2 separate regions of the Capsicum annuum genome follow, and region 2 is linked to region 1. The links are chromatin contacts, called in public Hi-C maps. All regions are on one chromosome and are shown on one strand. Each heading gives the region's core, a stretch centred on a gene start, on an enhancer-like site or on the middle of the called end of the contact. The rest is flanking DNA. Distances are from core to core; before and after follow the strand shown.

Region 1 (4,863 bases), core at 1,090-3,589:
TACAACCTGATTTGTGGACGGCTATGGGTGATGCAAAAGAATACATAGATAAATTATATAATCATTATGTTGATTTAGTAGATTTAGCCGTATCTACAAATATCACCAACTGTCGCTCCTTATCCTCCCGAGGAGCCATCATTTTCTAAAAGGCTGGCACATAGTGATTTTTCTGATCATTTTATGATTTAAATTGTTGGAACAATGTCGAGGAGGGAGCTTACACATCAATTTATCGGGAAGAGCTTAAGTATTATCTTCGGTCGCCGCTAGAGGATCGCAGACGATGGGTCAATGTGTTGGATTGGTGGAGGAGTAATGAAACATAATATCCTATTCTTTCAAGATTAGCTAGAGATATCTTGAATGTTTCAATGTCAATCGTTGCATCGGAGAGCGCTTTTAGTCAAGGACGACAGCAACTTGGAGACAACCGGCATTCATTAGGAAGCAATGCAATAAATGTTCTCATTTGCCTCAGAGATTAAATTAGAGTCGAACGAAGAAATCAAGGAATGGAAGCAGAGCCGAACAACGAGTAGAGACTTGAAGAAATTATGACTTCACGAGATAACTCAGCAGAATCAAGTCCAATGCATGGTTTTGCCCCCGTTGACTTTGACTATCCTATGCAAGTTCCCGTTAATATTAACATGAATGAGTTGGAGAAAATGATGCAAAATTTGTAGATTTTTTATTAATGTAAATTATAAATTTTAGATCATTTTGCAATAAATAAAATTCAACATTCATTCATTCCTTACTCCTTACTTTGTAATTTTTTTCATTTAATGATTTAAATTGAATTTCTAGTTTAAATTAAAAACTTAGTTTTAATATATTATTAATTTACTATTAAGTATTATACTATTATTAATTTATTATATTAAGTAGCATATGTTTTATTTAAAATAGTGTATATATGTGTATATATTTTCTAAAATAGTATATATTTAACGTATACATGTGTATATGTTTTATAAATTAGTATATAACTATATATATGCGTGTGTAAATTAGTATATTGAATGGTGCGTATATATGTGTCTATATCTTCTATAGATGTATATATTTAATGTATACATGTGTATATGTTTTATAAATTAGTATATAACTATATATATAAATATTTTAGTGTATATATATATTGTAGTATATGTTTTATTTAAAGTAGTACATATATTGAATGGTATATATATGTGCGTGTGTATCTTCTATAGATGTATATATTTAACGTATACATGTCACATGTGTATATGTTTTATAAATTAGTATATAACTATATATATATACATTGTAGTATATGTTTTATTTAAAGTAGTACGTATAGTCGTATATATTGAATGTTATGTATATATGTGTAATTGTGTATATGTGTATATATTTTTTAAATTTTAATGTAGCATATACTATTATATATATAGTGTATATATATTGCTTAATGTATTTAAAATGTATATAGGTGGGTATATATAGTGTATATTAGAAAAAAACTATTTTTTTTTGTATTTTGACCTGTTTTGACTGAATTTTTAATCGGATTTGACCGAATTTAGGTGGGTTAGACCGAGTTAGGCTAAGTGGGCCGGTTCAGGGTTATTTTTTAAAAAATATTGTTGGATTCAGAATCGGCCCGGCCCACTTAACCAAGCCTGAAATCGGCCCAGCCCACAAACCGATTAAAATTAACGGGTCGGTTCCGGGTTGACCCGACTCAGCCCACTTGACACCCATATTAAATATACATACACACATATTATTATTATTATTACTATTATTATTACTATTATTATTATCATTATTATTATTATTATTATTATTATTATTATTATTATTATTGTGGACGGTTATATCGCCTAGATTCCCTTTATTAAAGACTTAATTAAACATCCATGATTAATTACTAATATAATAAATTTCTCAGAAATCGGCTAATTACGTTCAAAGCTAGTTTTTATGTGTTTTCACATGCAAAATGCAATAAAGCAATATAATGAGATCTACAAGTAGCTTAGTACTAGTGAAAACGGAAGATCGCCGCAGCAAAATAAAAACTTTTATTTCTATTTTTTTTTGTTTGTTTTTTCGAGAAATTATACTATGATATTATTAATTTTTATTTATTTATTCACAATTAGGGGAAGAAAGTATTAATTTTACTTTCAGCATTTAATTAGTTTCGTAGTTACCCGAGCACATTTTAGTTGATCATTTTTTCCCGTTATAAATAAATAAATAAATATATAAATATATATATATATATATAGGCTTTTTTTAATCTTTTTAAATTATCATATCAGATTTGATATAAATAGTTACATAATACTTTTATTAAGATTAATTTCACATTATTGTGTATCACCTCGATGTAGGGGGTCGAATCCGATCAAAAGCTCTCCGTTTTTATATATATATTTTTTTTGCACTATTCATCAACCCACTCACGTCAAAAAAAATAAGATAAAGATTATAAGATGAAAAATTGAACTCTCATCGATAAGTTAAAGTTTACGGTAACTGATAGAATTGTTGAGTTTTCCTCTCTCATCAAAAGAAAAACAAACAATAAATAAGTCGGACGTATGAATTCTTGTTTATTTAGGCTTAAATTATCATCACAACACCAAGTAAAATGAAAGAAAGAAAAGTCCTCCATAATTTAAAAAGGTGATGTCATTTTCTTATTTATGACATCATTTTACTCCTATCTCATTTTCTAACTTGGCTTATAAATATACCCTTTGTTCACTTCATCTTAGAGCACCCCAAGTACTCTCTTCTTAAGACTATTTTCCTTTTATACACATTTCTACAAATAGCAAAAAAAAATGGAGTCTACCATATCTTCATCCTCATCTCGCTCCATCTCGCCGTCGTCTTCGTCTTCTCCTAACTCTCCACCACCACCAGCGTCAGTGACACCGGTGGTGGTGGTCAGCCCTTGCGCCGCCTGTAAGATATTACGGCGGCGCTGTGCTGAAAAATGTGTGTTGGCACCTTATTTTCCGCCAAGTGATCCTATCAAGTTTACTACTGCTCATCGTGTGTTTGGTGCTAGTAATATTATCAAGTTCTTGCAGGTATGCATCTTTACTATACTGATGAACTTTTGTAAATTTATTCAAAGAAAGTATGGTACGCCTCCCCAAAGGTGGAGTCGAAAATTGAAGTTTATGAATACTGAATATCAATTAAGTCTGAGTTATTGAGTTCACAATTGAATATTTGTTTTATATAAATATAAAATTTAAGCAAAAGTTACTAGATTCATCTAAACCTATATATATTATTATACAGTATCTCTGAAGTAATTAAATTAAACTTGTTGTAGCGGATAATATGTTTGGCTAATTTTTTGGCTATTTAGTTTCACGTTTTGGGTGAAGGAATTCAACTGAATCCCCTTGGTCTTAATATTTACTGTTCAAGTAGGATAAAAATAAGTTTTATCTATATACATAAATGGTTGAATCCCTTTAAAAAAAGGGAAGCTTCGTAATATCTCATTTTGTTTTTATCTTTAATGAATCCTTTTGTTAAAATTTCTAACTTTGTCATTAACGATATAAAAATTCTTTATACATTGTCGGAGTCAAACTTAAAAAAATATAGGGTGTTTTTAGCTTGGAAAAAAGTACTATTACAATTTCTTTTAATTTTGTGGTAGTTATAATTAGGAGGACTTTAAAAAAAATTACAAATGTTTAATGCATGAATTCTACAGATTTGACGTTTAGTAGTATTTAGGTAGTTTCTGGTTGCAAATTTGAAAAGTAATGTTTAGGCTTCAAATTGATTGGTGAAATAGACATAAGAAGTTGACAAGGAAATATCTCAATCATATTGCCCTTCTTAGTGTAGGGATATTGATTTCTCCATGACTATAATAATGAGAAACAACAACCACATCAATAAACTCTATTTGTTACTATTGTTATTATTAGTAGAATGTCTTTTCTTTCTTTTCATCCCAATCTATACTAACTACTCCTCATTTTTCATTATGTATTTTTTGGGTGTTCATATAGGTATATAAATTGAGTTCTATATTATTCCAGGCGGTTTAACTTTTCAAGATTTATACGCTTAGAAAATGTAGAGAAATTCTGATACTTATGTTTTAAATTTGCATAAAATATTGACGTGGGATAAGTTTAAAATGTTGTGATAGTCTATGGTTATTCATATAAATGACCAAAAATCTAATGTGTTTGATAATAGGCCAGATATTGAGATGTAGTTATTGCATATTTATGTTATGTAGACTTTCCATTTTCAAATTATTGCATATCTATGCCAAATAATATCTATGGCATCTTTAGTTCAAATAATTAAAACCCTTCACTATAATGTAACAAAAACAAGAATAAGTTACATAATTCATTGCTAATCTATTGCTAAATATCCTGTAGAGATAACATGATTATTTGATAATTCATCGTTAATCCATAGTCATTAATGAATGTTTACTATTAAATATATATATATATATATATATATAGTTGTTTTGACAACTTGGTTAGTTTAGCAATTATATACACATATATACAGTCATGGGTTCAAACCATGAAAGCAGTCATTATTAGTGTTTGCATTAGCTAGCTGGGGTAGGTTGTCTACGTCATACCCCTTGAGGTGCGGCCCTGCCCCGAAGCATGCGTGGACTGTGAGATGTTTTGTACACCCTGCTATCCTTTATTCACTTGTATTATGAAATCTAAAGAACATTTATTTTTTTTCTCCTTAGGAATTACCAGAATCTCAAAGAGCAGATGCTGTAAGCAGCATGGTGTATGAAGCAAATGCTAGATTGAGGGATCCTGTATATGGTTGTGCAGGGTCAATTTGCCAACTACAAAAGCA
Region 2 (4,863 bases), core at 1,124-3,623, 51 kb after region 1:
TTCTATATATTTAAGATATTATATCAAAATTTAACTTTAGGTCACTAATTTTATTGAGACGACCTTGGTTTTACAATTTAAATTCTATTAGCAATTCACCTAATCATGTGGTTTTTACCAGTGTTTTCAAAGGCATTTCGAGGCGAGTACGCTTCGGGGCGCAAATAAAAAACGTAGATTCATAAGGCGTAAGTCCTAGAATCCGGGGCGTAAGTCTCGGAGTTAAAACGTAAGTCTCAGACATAAAAACGTACACCTTGGTGTTAGATTTGATTTTTATTATTTTAAAAGTATTTTTTTGCAATAATCATATTTTTTTTTATTATTGATGTAATGATATTTATACTTTATGTTATCATATTGTAGTAATATTTTGTAATATATGTAAATAAAGAAACAAGCTCCATAGAAAATGACACAAGCATAAATAATTGTTAGATAATTATGTTTGAAAATTGATAAAACGAAATTTTTTCAACTAACTAGTTTCAAAAAGAAATTGATAGGACAAAGAGTTCATATTACTATGTTCCTGAAATAACTTTATTCATTTTTTGTCAATGATCTAACACTTTTTATCTTTCTCCTTCTTTGACATACATAAACAATGTTAAGTACAATATTAGTTGATAGTAGGAACGACTAATAGATGTAGAGATGAATGCTAATTTTAATTTTAGAAATTATCTCGGTCATATCAGTTTTTGTGTTGTTACATTTCTCAAATAATAATTGTCATACTTTTTTTTTCTATATTATTAATGATTTATTTAAATTATTTATAGAATCATCAAAAATTTTGCTTTTACTTATATGTTTAGTAATAAAATGTTAAAAATGAAGATACATATGAGATATACGACCCATAGATCCATCAAACTTACGCCTCATCCCATAATGTTATGTAAAACGCCTCGCTTTACGCCCCCGCCTTTTAAAATAATGGTTTCTGCTGAATATATTCAAATATTGATTCCTAAGATTGTCATTTTCCAATTCTTTCAAGTCATTCAATTGTCAATGTTTCTATATTAGCTAAAAAAGAAGGGTGTCTAAATGCATATTACAAATGAATTGCATTTGATAAATCAGAGATATATAATAACATAAATGTCAACCGTGTTCTATGGCAAATTTTTCAGTTTTTCTGACCGCTTGTCTTCTTTTTTCCTATGATTTTCAACTCTATGGACTATAAAATCCAGAAAGTAGCCCTATGTCTTTAGACTTTATAACATTCACAATTGTATATCCTTTTTCCCAATAAAGAAAAAGATTTGACGTTACTTATCTCAACTTGTTTACTACTTTTATGGTGTCTTATGAAATTCATTTGATTTGTTATTCTTCTATCCATTTGACTTACTATCGTCTCTGCTATATGCCTACCACATCTTGAAGACTTGGAAACTTGCAATTTGCAAGAAATTTTGAAACTAGATTATTAGTTTAGAGAAATTGGAATACTCAATTTCCCATTAATTTAGGCATTGTAAGAGTACAACACAAGACCTCTAGTCACATCAACCGTGGCATTGAGTAGCGGAGATTGATTGAAAAGACAGGCTAACTCGACCCTCTCCTCCCCTAACTGCCTATTTACAAGTGTTCTTAGCTCAATCGGAGATCAAGACTATGGTCTAGTGGAAACAAAAGGCCAGATAAAGTGATATGTGAATTGCTCAGTAGTATTCCACACTATCCTAGCTAGCGAAAGTAGTTTAATGGTAGAGCATCGCGTTGTCAAGTCTCTCCTTCCACTCTAGCTTCGTCGTTTAGTAGTAACAAGTGGACTAAATAAATCACTTTAGAAATTAGAGTGAGTAGCAAGCAACCCCTTGTATCTGTTTAACTAAATGTGTTATGCTTAAGGAGAAATGAATGCTCATTTTTCAATTCCAGATTGAGATTATTAATCCACATTGCCGTAATTATACAATCTATGGTAGTTTATTAATTGACCGATAGGAGGGTGTGGACGATAGATATTAAGGTAGAAAATTAGTTGGGTAAGAAGTGTTGATGAGCTTTCAAGAGGTCAGACCTGTAAGTGTTTTGTCGTAGACATTGCATTATTTTTCTTTTTAGTTGCTATATTTACTAATGGCGGACCTAGGTGCAATGTTATGGTGCTCCAACACTGGTTAAATCCAAAGCAAATTAGGTATAATTATATAAAAAAAATGATATAAGACTGAGAATACCACGTGAAAACCAAGAAGATAGTTGAGTGTTTTAATTTTCACCCAAAACCTTAAAGCTTTGGTAGTCAATATGTGCACACAAATATCCCGCCGCTACTGTATTTACTTTACTGTTTCTTCTCCTATGTACTTGGTATTGAGTCGAGGATCTTTCAGAAATAACCTCTCTACCTCCACAAGGCAATTGTAAGGTTTGCCTATGGCAATTGTAAGGTTTGCCTATGCTCTATCCTTTCCGAAACCTCAGTTGTGAAATTTCACAGGGTATATTGTTGTTGTAATATATTAATTGATTCTAAAACTTCAGCTTATTTGCACTTTCAGTGTATAAGCATACTGTTTACGTATTTATTTGTTAGTTTGTTTTTATGTTTAATATTAATCGTAAGCACCATTACTGACATAATCAACAACCCATATAAGCTAAGTCACTATACCATATTCAACTAATATATACATACAACAATATACAATATTACTACAAGAAAATTAACATATTCTATTAAGATCAACTCTATGCATTTTCATGCCAGTATAATTTCAGTATAAGGCTCCATTGTCAGTATATTTTTAAACACAACATTGACATAACTGTAACGTGATTTAGCTGGCAAGGTTTTCTATGATTTTTATCTTTAAATTACAAAGTAACGAAAAAGTAAAAGTGACCGAGATGCAAGGGGAAAACTTTCGCTTAACATTTCCAGAAAGACCACCTATTTGTTCTTTATCAGGTTCAGCATGAAATCACAAAACCTCTACCAAAGATTGCCAAGCATTTGGTACTGAATTTCCTCCTCCCTTGAGAACAATCAACAAAGAAAAAACAACTCTTTAGACTCCCTTCATCGGTGAGTTGAAATGAAGCAACCCCCAATCGACTACGTATTAGTGTATAGAAGTTAAACTCTTTCCTTGCACAACTAAAAGTAGCATTTTCCTCCCATTGGAAACGATATGGTTTGTGAGCAAAACTGAGTTCCGTTATACGAAATGAAATCTGCCAAGGAGAGTGAAAACAAAAACTATCAGTTCCGAGGAACCTAAGAATGCAGCGTAAAGTTGAGGAGAAAGGACTAGCCTGTAAATTCGGGGACTATAGCAACAACAGCTGGGACTTGTTATCAATGCCATTAAAGATGAAAGTCCCCGACATGGGAATGAACTGTCTCGTGATGAGCTGCAGTGAACACAACAATCAACATAATAGACCTCAGATTACCGCTCTCATAGCAGTATAGCGCATAGCTATATTTCCAATAGACTACAAGTTTTGACAAAAAAAAGGTTCAAGATAAAAATATTTGGAGGAGATCCAAACCTTGATCACTTCTTGTGACGCAACTCCTCCAACGAAGGCAGCCACTGCATGAAGCTCAGAAGCACCATACCGGCACATCTCATTAATAAGGTCCTCTGATAAGGCAGAGCTATTGCAACCAAGGTCATTGAGTAAGCCAACAGCCGTAGTTTTCAACCGGGATATATCCTCATCCATCACACTGCAAAAATATTTCTTAAAGGTCAGACAGCCTAATAAAATTCTCCGAAGAGATAAATTGTTTGGATGAGAAAACATCAGCTCTTACCCATCAAATTGGCCAGGAAATTTATTATAGTTCACAGCAAACCGGTCAGCTGCTCGAAGAAGAATGTAAAGACCCGCAGCAGTACTGCCATAAGAAGGCAGTAGGAAAAAATTCCAAAAGAAAAAGAGTTTTTATGTAAAATTTTAACAGTTCAGCAAAAAGATAATCTTTGAGCATCCATTCAGCGTACAGATATCTGCTGTCTACAAGAATATCAACTAAATGAACAAATAAATATACTGCACAATGAATGCACTTGGAAAGTTTTCATGTCAACAACTAGCAGATGATTAAAAGTTTCACGGTTATAGGGTTTAAATTAACAGGAGGAAATAGATGAGGGAATACTCCCTTTAGGCCAAGATGTATTTCATCCAATATGAAACATAAATCAAGAAAAAGAAGAACGGTGGAAAGAGACATCTAAATTCTGAACCTCCTTCATACAACAATTAATATCTTAAGTTAAACTCTTCTTGAACTTCATTGTGATCTTCATTTCTTTATTTTTCACCTATCAATTACATCCAACGGTGGTCCGCTGATGGGAAAACTGATAGGTATATCAGACAGCAACAGTTAACACAACAAACCAGTTTCCACCATCCCAACATCTATGCTTCTTCAAAGCCTAAGTAGCTACCACCATTTCTACTCAACATCAAATACTATTGACTGTAGCCAGTGTTTCTCTGCTTCCTCATCCTATTTTTTCCTTCATGGTGAAAAGCATTTCAAACAAAGTTTTGAGCAATATTACATCCCTAATATTTCTAAAGTCTGATACCCAAAGACAAGAAAAGATTTGGGACTGTCGAGTAACTTTTGGTTGAGAAACAGATGGATGTAGTGCCAGTTTCCCGTTAATCCTTTTAACTAGAAAGAACTAGAAAATACAGACGTTTAGGAAGTGAGAGGCAACCAACAAACAAACAATGTAAATCTTCAGAAGTAACTCCATCCTAGTGTCTAACCGAAAAAGACCATGAATCAGCAACTTCTCGTTCACAAGGCAATGTTTATTTTATTCGTACAAGACTTCCACTAACACATAGCATCACTACCTTTTT

Evidence for each region. Hi-C and Micro-C count contacts between places; a contact is called where the count stands out from the background.
Region 2: a contact with region 1 is called in a Hi-C map of leaf, with 1.8 times the contacts expected there. The contact joins the enhancer-like site here to the promoter of LOC107848267 in region 1. A contact is called at or near these places in 3 of 5 Hi-C or Micro-C datasets (bud, leaf and placenta).

What each region holds. Positions count from the first base shown.
Region 1 is chr11:216,965,166-216,970,028 of UCD10Xv1.1, forward strand. It overlaps LOC107848267 (LOB domain-containing protein 1), which reads left to right and starts at 2,340. Exons shown (of 2, transcript XM_016692984.2): 1 at 2,340-3,080; 2 at 4,748-4,863. The coding sequence starts at 2,829.
Region 2 is chr11:217,016,153-217,021,015 of UCD10Xv1.1, forward strand. LOC107847673 (NEDD8-activating enzyme E1 regulatory subunit AXR1) reads right to left here. Exons shown (of 16, transcript XM_016692067.2): 13 at 3,794-3,877; 14 at 3,526-3,706; 15 at 3,286-3,384; 16 at 2,680-3,204. The coding sequence ends at 3,301. Among protein-coding and RNA genes, the nearest start is that of LOC107847085, 3.7 kb to the left of the region's middle. Within about 2 kb of position 2,374, at least 1 of the 5 cell types and tissues checked has an H3K27ac peak or open chromatin away from gene starts, as enhancers often do. A contact at or near this core is called in leaf, where this site is marked.